Linked DNA regions of Drosophila melanogaster: region 1 is linked to region 2. Evidence: chromatin contacts called from public Hi-C data. All regions are on one chromosome and are shown on one strand. The core of a region is the stretch at or near the end of the contact, and the rest is flanking DNA. Distances in the headings are between cores, read along the strand shown. Region 1 holds the start of abd-A (abdominal A). Region 2 overlaps Ubx (Ultrabithorax).

Evidence for each region. Hi-C and Micro-C count contacts between places; a contact is called where the count stands out from the background.
Region 1: a Hi-C map of the OSC cell line shows a contact between it and region 2, with 2.4 times the contacts expected there. A contact is called at or near these places in 23 of 107 Hi-C or Micro-C datasets (the Clone 8 cell line, the D17-c3 cell line, the Kc167 cell line and 9 more).

Annotation. Positions count from the first base shown.
Region 1 is chr3R:16,828,719-16,833,070 of dm6, reverse strand. abd-A (abdominal A) reads left to right here and starts at 3,022. Exons shown (of 6, transcript NM_001260216.2): 1 at 3,022-4,150. MSAmiP (MSA micropeptide) reads left to right here. Exons shown (of 8, transcript NM_001414138.1): 8 at 599-1,956. The coding sequence starts at 1,498. The coding sequence ends at 1,560. It overlaps lncRNA:iab8 (long non-coding RNA:iab8), which reads left to right. Exons shown (of 8, transcript NR_048413.2): 8 at 599-1,955.
Region 2 is chr3R:16,700,707-16,704,649 of dm6, reverse strand. All of the region lies in intron 1 of Ubx (Ultrabithorax), which reads left to right. Among named protein-coding and RNA genes, the nearest start is that of Ubx, 32 kb to the left of the region's middle.

The DNA.
Region 1 (4,352 bases), core at 1,773-4,272, 130 kb before region 2:
GTAGTTCTCGGGTTGTGGGAACCAACAAAGGACAAACTGGCTGGCAGCTTTTTAAATGAATGGATTTTCGAGTGCGACATGAATGCATCTATAACTGTGTAGTGTTTGTAACCATGATACCATGTTGTGCTGTGAAAGTATGTTTATAGCATTCAGCATTCTAGTTCTATATGAAATCAATACAGTAATCGATTCAATGCGGCAATCGAATAGAATAAGCTGAATAACTGAAATATATATTGTTAATACCATAATAAATTGTTTACAATTAGAATTCGGCCTTAGAACAAAATTTCTGTAATTTGAATGTGAGTTTAAAGTGATACTTATTTTAAGTGGTAGCAACAACATAAGGGAAACAATTTCCTGTCCAGGAAAAAATATTGTTTTTAAAAAAAATCTATGTAAACTAGTTTCTGATAATCATATTCATAAAATGCTGACAAAAAGAATGGTCAATAATAATCATAACTATTTGTTTCGCACTTCCACTTAAATTACGCTACTTTTATTAATTTTTATTTACCCATTCAACAGTTTATTCATGTCGTTTATGTTTTACAAGAGTTTTTTTCTTTTTATACCTATTTTGTTTTAGATACAACCTGTCGCTCGAGAGATTACAAACGGAGCTGCTTTTATGGTTTGTTCCGCTTTTGTTTAACGATTCCGAGGATCACACGTAATAACCCACGCAATCCACCACCGAAGTCGGAAAACCGACTCAACGGAACGCAGCGCAACTTGACTCAACCGAAACTCGACACTTATCCCTGGGAACTCAAAATAGTGTTTTATTGTTGGAAATTACGATTCTTTTATTTATTTACTTTTTCTGCATTTCTTTGCCGCCCCACACACACCCACCGTTTCAATTTTTATATGTTTATTACGGTTATTATCGCTTAATGGGGCTCGCTCGCTGGTTATTGCTGTTGTTGTGTTGCTTGCACCAGTAGTTGTGTCAGACTAACGTGTGAAGTTGTTTTATTATTTGTTTTGATTATCAAAATGGGCGTTTTACATTTTTCCGGTCGTTGGGCGGCCCACCTGCCACGGGCCCACCGCTTATAGTCCACATCCCATAACCCCGGGGCAAGGGCAGTAAATCACGGCCCGCTGTGAGTGGCTGAGTACCTGGGCAGCAGTACACTTGAAAAATAATAACCCTTCTCTTTTAAAATATTGGACGGCTAGACATAATATTCAATTACAAATACATCACAGCAATAAACCATTTTTCGGGCTTCTATAACAAGTTGAATTAACCTAAAGAACTTTTTAATTTATTTAAAAACCATTTTGAATTTATTTAGTTAAATTTAGTTACTTAAAATGTTCCATCATGTATAAATTAGTAATATGTCATAAAAATAGTTTAATTCAATACTATTTCGTTACAATAATACGAATTTTGCATCATCAAAGGTTATACAAAATAAAATTACCAGTTATATTTTCAGTGCATGAGTAAATCCACTCATTCGCACTCGCTGTATGACCCATAAGCAGAAACCAAAGTGTGGCAAAATGCTTAATTTAGAATTTATGAGCAATTAATTTTAAAGCGCTCTCTGGCCATTAACGCCGTTACTGCTTCTCCCCCTTGACCGTAATACACCTTTGGTCATTAAAGAATTAAGAAGCCAGTGTGCCAAAAATTGATTGTTTAGCCAATCCGCTGATGGATCAATTATTCAATTGTTATAGCCAAAGAGTTGGCAATCCAATTTGAGCACGAGTCGTATTCCAACAAATAGACAGGTAGGAAGCACATTAACTGGTAGATTTATGAATAAGAAATAATTTAAATAAATTTGTTATGCTTTAGAAATTGTTTATTAAGGTTAATTTATGAGTGTTAAATGGCTAAAAATTATTTAATTGAAGGATAAGAAAATGTTGTGATGTGGTATGATTTAAATAAAAAATACAAAAATAAATATAGAAAAACTATAACATTGTTTCTACTGATTTTTTTAACATAACTATATTTAGAAAGAACGTTCGCTTCATAAATGAAACCTGATGTCCTAATTTCACTTATCAAGTCTAGCCTATGCTAAAAAATTTTTTATTTGAATCCTAACTTTATAATTACATTCCTTACCTAATGACCAACAAAAAATGTATTGGAATATTTGGTAAGACTTAAAAAATTGAATTCCACTCACAATGCCTCTTTTCGTTTTTTAACTCTCTGTGTAAAATCCTTCGAAATGTCAGATAGCAAAGTTCTCTAAGTAGAAAAGTTAAGAAATTGCAGATTCACTTTATTTCCGCACACATTTGCGCTACGAAGGAGGATGAGAGCAATAGTAGAAGAGGCATGAGTAAAATGCTTGTGTGTTGTCCAATTTCAACCATAAATTTGAAATTTTTCATAAAAATGTCATAACAGCAATTCCAGTGACAACAGAAAAGAGAGAAAATAAAGGCGCACAAAAGGCGGTGGCCGAAAAAAGAAGAGGCAGTGCTGTCTTTTTGCCGAGTCGGCATTTTTATCTGTAGAAATTTAAGGGTTTTTTTTTTTGAAACACCACAAGAGGGTGATTCCACAAAAAAAGTCAAATATAAATTTTGTCTAATTTGTATTGAAACACGCTCACTCAAAGGCAGCGCACTCAAAATGAATAATGCACGGTAATTTAATCAACAATAACATTTTGCCAAACAAAGCATAAAACACTTAAAAAGCATAGCACTCAAAGCGGGGCTCCAATAGTTTCCATTCTCACGTTATAAAGAGTGAAATTAGGAGAGGCACTCAAATCGGGAAATTACTCACTCAAAGCAGCGAGGCGGCCATCATGCGAGAGAGCGGGAAAGAGAGAGAGAACAGCGGCGGTGCTCGGCCTGAGTGCCTGCGAGCAAAAGCGGGACAGACATATGAACTGGCTGCGCTGCCATCTTTCTTATTGCCGCCGCTGCTGCAGTCGACGTTGAGTCAGGGAGTGAGCCAAAATGAATTGTCACAAACTCAGCATCCAGTTGCCCATAAGAACGCTCGCATGGCTTTTGTATTGCGCCATAAACGTTTCGCTGCTCGTAACGCCACAACGCTCGACGTTTCGCAGCGGCTTTGCTTTCGCTTCTCTTCTCGCGCGTAAAGCGGTCTCCCCAAAAAAAAAAAAATAGAAAACAAAAAATATAAAGGAAAACCCCCTCCGTAGACAGACAAAACTCAAAGTCTCCAACGACTCAAAGCGCCTCAGTCGCTGCCGCTCTGCCGCCGTTTCTGTCGACGCCGCTGCCCGCGCTGGCAGCAAGAATTACCAATTACACGAAATTTTTATACTCTTTTAAAAATTTCGTTTTATTATAATATTTATTATCGTGGCGCGCAGTAGTGTCTGCGGAACTCAGCTCTCCACTCTTTGGAATTTCGGCCCTCCGATTCCGATTCGGATTATACGATTATACGACTATACGACTGTAGTGCGGCAATACGATTCAGTTTCCGATTCGCCGTGTTTATTGTTCCGTTTCGGCCGCCGGCTTATTGTCACTTAAATGTTATAGATCGCGTAAAATATAATAAAATTGTGTGTGAAATTTAAAACCGAAAAAACTGTCAAAACACTATGGTTTATAACTCACTGTGTGCGGTTCGTAAAAATTAAAAAGACATAAAGTTGACATCGTAAAAAGGTTCTCGCCTCTCCGTTCCAGACTTCGATAGTTCTACCTGCAAAGTGTTTTATGACATTTTAAACAAAGTAATTAAAGCAAAACGTTGGGAGAAAGCATTTCTCCGGCCACACACACACTCACGCACTTGAGAAGTCGTTAAAAGCCGCAGGAAACTCACTCTGCCATAAAAATACAAGAGTGCCATTAAAAAAGATCGCGCGCCTATAAATCACACGTACGAAATCCCGCCGGCACGACGTCCATTCGAATTTCCGCGTAATTGATGACCGCATTTTAATTGCTTTTACAACAAATAAAAGATACACACACCCCAAACACACACATGCGACACACACACTTGTGCCACAGCTGCAAATACAACGCAACCCGAGACCATATGCAAATTTAACAAATTTCGTTGTGAATTCGCCAGCTTCGAGCGAAAAAAGTAACAGAAACAGAAAAGCTGCAAATACAAGCTGCTCGCCAAAAGTTCGCTAGAGAAAACTTGAGAAAGGTAACAAAATGCATTTCACTTCTCGGAATCGAGAAAAGTAGCTTAAAGTCGGGCAGCTGGCAAAGTTTCCGAATTCTGTCTCACTAACTCTATCTAAAAAGTACTAACTGTTGGCCATCTCATATAGTACTGTAAAAGTAACCCACATACTAACTCGTTGGCACTGGCAGGGAAATCTAGCTGAAAAATATATAAAGCATTT
Region 2 (3,943 bases), core at 275-2,774:
CGCAAACTGCTGATGATGACGCTGTTGTGCGTGTTGGAAGCCCAAAAAACCAAAATGAGCTTCTAAGGCTTGGCCGTCGCTACAAACATACAAACACACTTAAACAACTTTTGGGTATCTGGGAAGATAAGGCGATGAACGAATTAACCCTTTATTTAAAAAAAATTACGTTTTTTAATTGCAAACCATTTATATTATTGCTGTGGTAAAATATTTGTTCGATGCTTTTTTTTTTTGAGTATAGACAAGGTGCCAATTTTTTCTAAGTGCCTGGGCAGCGGTATTTAGAGGGTTAAGAACGACGAGCCATCTGTCGGCCATCCCGGGTACCTGGAAAGGGCAAAAGGCAAAGCTTTTGGCTCAAAAGACGAGCTTACGGGATCGCTGGCTTGACACTGGGCTACAAAAATCGAGTTCCGCGGGCACATCCTCTGGATTTCGAATTAAAATGCATTGCATGCCGCAACGCGTGGGTGGAAAAACACTCGTTTTGATGAGGTGTCGGCTGTAATTTAAACAACAACACAGGCCAGAAACTGAATTTCAATTGCCGATTATATAATTGACTTATGCTCGCTCTCTCTAGCTCTTTCTCCTTGGACACTCCTTCTCTTCGCAGCCTATTCCCAGTGGAATGACCCATATACGAATTTGAATTCCAAAACCTAGCTGATAATGATGGAATGTGAGTACGAGTGCTTTATGGCAACTCAAGTTGCTCTCTTTTCACTTCTCGAGTCGTTTTCCCGCATAAATAAATCGATGAGGACTCGAGTTTTTTTTTTTGCTAAATTCTTCATTCTATTGATTTGTTCCCCATTTGTATTTGTTTGTTTACCTCTTAATGAGTGTTTTTGTTGAAATTCCAGCTGGTTAATAAAGTTTAGTTTATTTTTATTGTATGAAAGACTCTTTCAAACTCTCTCTCTCTCTCTTTAACAATTTAATGACCATAAATTGTGCAGCCCTCGTAAAACATGCGACTATTGCAGCTGAGTAATTTCCATCGTTTTTATTTTGCGGAACATGCGCAAAAGCATAGGAAAAGATAAAGAAGAAGAAGAAGAACTAGCCGCCGCGTCGCGTGTGTAGAAAATAAAATTAATTTATTATATTTAAAAGTAGCAGGCTGACTACTGAAAAAAAGTGAGAAAAAACAGCCAAGAAATACGATTCTCACATAAATCGCGCAGCTAAAGACGTGCTTAATACTTTTTATGTGTATTTCTGGACACTTGGCAAACAAAGGAAATGGTTTATGACCCGAAAGTATTGAGTTATTGTTGCTACACCGCTGAAAAAGCGAAGTGAATCTAAAAACTTGGGTAAAAGCCGTATTACTCTTTACCTGTACCGCGCTAATTTACTTGTGAATTGTTGATCAAAAATAATATTTATTAATTCCTCAGCGACAAAGAGCGAGAAACGAGAGAGTGAGCACTTCCCCTCCACACACTCACACAAACGCAAAAACACATACGCGGCACCTACTCAACGGCTGCTGATTTATTTCACATAAGTCAAAACAGGCGAGCATATAAGCGCGCCGCGACAGAGCAAGACAGCAGCAGCCAGCGAGAGAGAACGGGGCTGGGTTATTTGTCTTGCGGCAACCGCCATTATTCATTTGGCTCTTTCGCTCTTGCGTGTTCATTCCGATTTTCACTGGACGCGCTCGCTCTTTGAGCGAGTGCGCTCTCACTCTCTCACTGTGATTTTAATGGCCGCTCTGAAGTGTTTATAGTTGGCACACAATATTCGCAAAGTGGCATTTCTTATGGCCGTCTCTCTCCGCTCCTCTTTTCCGCCCCTTTTTCTCTTGCTTGCTCTCTCTCTATCGTTTTTGTTGCTGTTTTCCATGGATTTTCCTGTTGCACTGCACTTGGCGTTTTCCAGAGGCAAACTCTTGGCTTTTCTTCTTGGCAGCAGCTGAAAAACCGCGCAAGGTTCCGCTGCCTTCTCTCTTTCTTGGCAAAAAGAGTTGTTTTAAAAATTATTTACGACCGCTTCGCTGACGCTGTTCATTTTCCCCCGTGCACTGTAAAAATTGTATATCTTGAGCTATTTAGCTAAATAGTTAATAGAATTATTAAATTACTATCCAAATAGAAATACTTATTTAGATTATACAATACAATCTGAAAAATGTGGTAATTAAGCCGAAATAAGGGTAAGAAACTTTACTCTCAAAAAAGGCGATAATTATAAATGTGATATTTTTGTTGCTGTGTGGAAAAACTGAAACTCACTTCCATCTTTATTCGCTCTTCCTCTTCGTGCTGGCCCTGATTAATAGTTTTATTTATTTTTAGCGCTCATCTTGCAAGTCCAAAGTCGTTTTGTCGCTTTTGTTGTCGTCGCCAGCGGAATTTATGAGTCTTTATTAAAACGCTGTATTTCTTCTCTTCCGTCCTTATACATTTATCCCCACGTCGTTGCTTTTTTTGTTTTACCCTCTCCGGCATTATCAGTTAAACCAAAATTTTTGTTTTTATCAAATTTCTGTCACATTTCGCTGATTTATTAGGCCCCCTTATTTATTGTTCAATGTTTTCCCAAAGACTTTAATGAAGTGGCCGGCGGGGAAAATAAATTACCAATACTATTCATGGCCCTGCCAGAAGTGATAATTGGTCCGGGAGAATATATTTATGGATTTAAGGTTTGATGAATGGTATTAGTTCATAAGGCTTGAAAGAAACTTTCTACATCGTTAGAATGAAATAAGGGATTATCATTATAAGCTTTAATTAGAACGGGTGAACTTTTTACTTTGTGAAGAGTAGAATATATTAGCTTAAAACAGTTTTAAACGTTTCCTGTGGAATGTAAATGTTGTTACAAGTTCTTTCTCAGTTTATGTTCACGCTTAATTTTTAAATAACCTGTACCTTATATTTTCTTTCATTTCGGGAAAACGTCGAACCACATTTTTTATCTTTGGAGGTTGACAGAGTCGAGTGTTTGGGCTTAAAAAAAAAGTGGAATCAAAAAAAGGAGACACGACCACGACTGCTAACTTCCAGCTGACCTTGCTGACCCTTTCGGGCCAACATGTGAGAACTCTGCAGCTCCAGCTGGGCATCCGATCGTGTGGCTCCGTGTCCTCGAAGAGATCATGACAAGATTTTCGTGCCCGCGCAGGAGGATGAGAAATGTGGCGCGGGACACGATATTTCTCTGCGAATTTCGGCGGGAAATCGTTGTAAATTCTCAGGCGGCACGAATTCGAACTCGACTGAATCGCAAATAACAATCGTTAGAGTTATCCTTGACTTATGCATTGTCTTCTGGTAGTTTGGTTTTTTTTAGGGAACCGTTTTTTATGTGTGCGGCTGAGCAACACATGAGAAACATTAAAAAATCGTTCCAGAGCCGATGGTGATCATTAACTTTTTGACGCCGCCTTCAAGGTCGGTGTTTTTCCCCGAAAATTATTCCACCCAGCCTTCAAATCGGCGAGAAATGTGTGCAGTTTTTTTACGAGGTCATAAAAAGTACAATGTTAAGTGCCGGGCGTCGTAAACAAAACGCGCGCCTTGCAGCGGAGGCATCTCTGCTAATTTGGCCTTCCGTTGAAAATTCAGGATGCAGGATGCTGCGAGACAGGCCAGCGGACATGGCCAGAACACACGCTGTCCTGCGACCTCTGCCCTCGCGATCCGGAGCCCAATCCTCTGCCATTTAGGTAGATGGGCCAGTGCATTTGGCAGTTTTTTATGGGCCCACCGGCAGTTGGCAGCCGTCGCAGTGGTGGAAAAAAAGAATAACAAGAAGCCGAAAAGTCAAAAAGTAGATAGCAGCAGGTAAATGCGGCAAATTGCATCCAGAGTCGCAGGAGGTTCACCTGATGAGTGGCGAGAGTTTCGAAAATTTAAACAAAGTCACAGGAGGTTCAGTCCCTAACGGTATTGGGAAGTCGTCGTTATATGTATTTAAATAA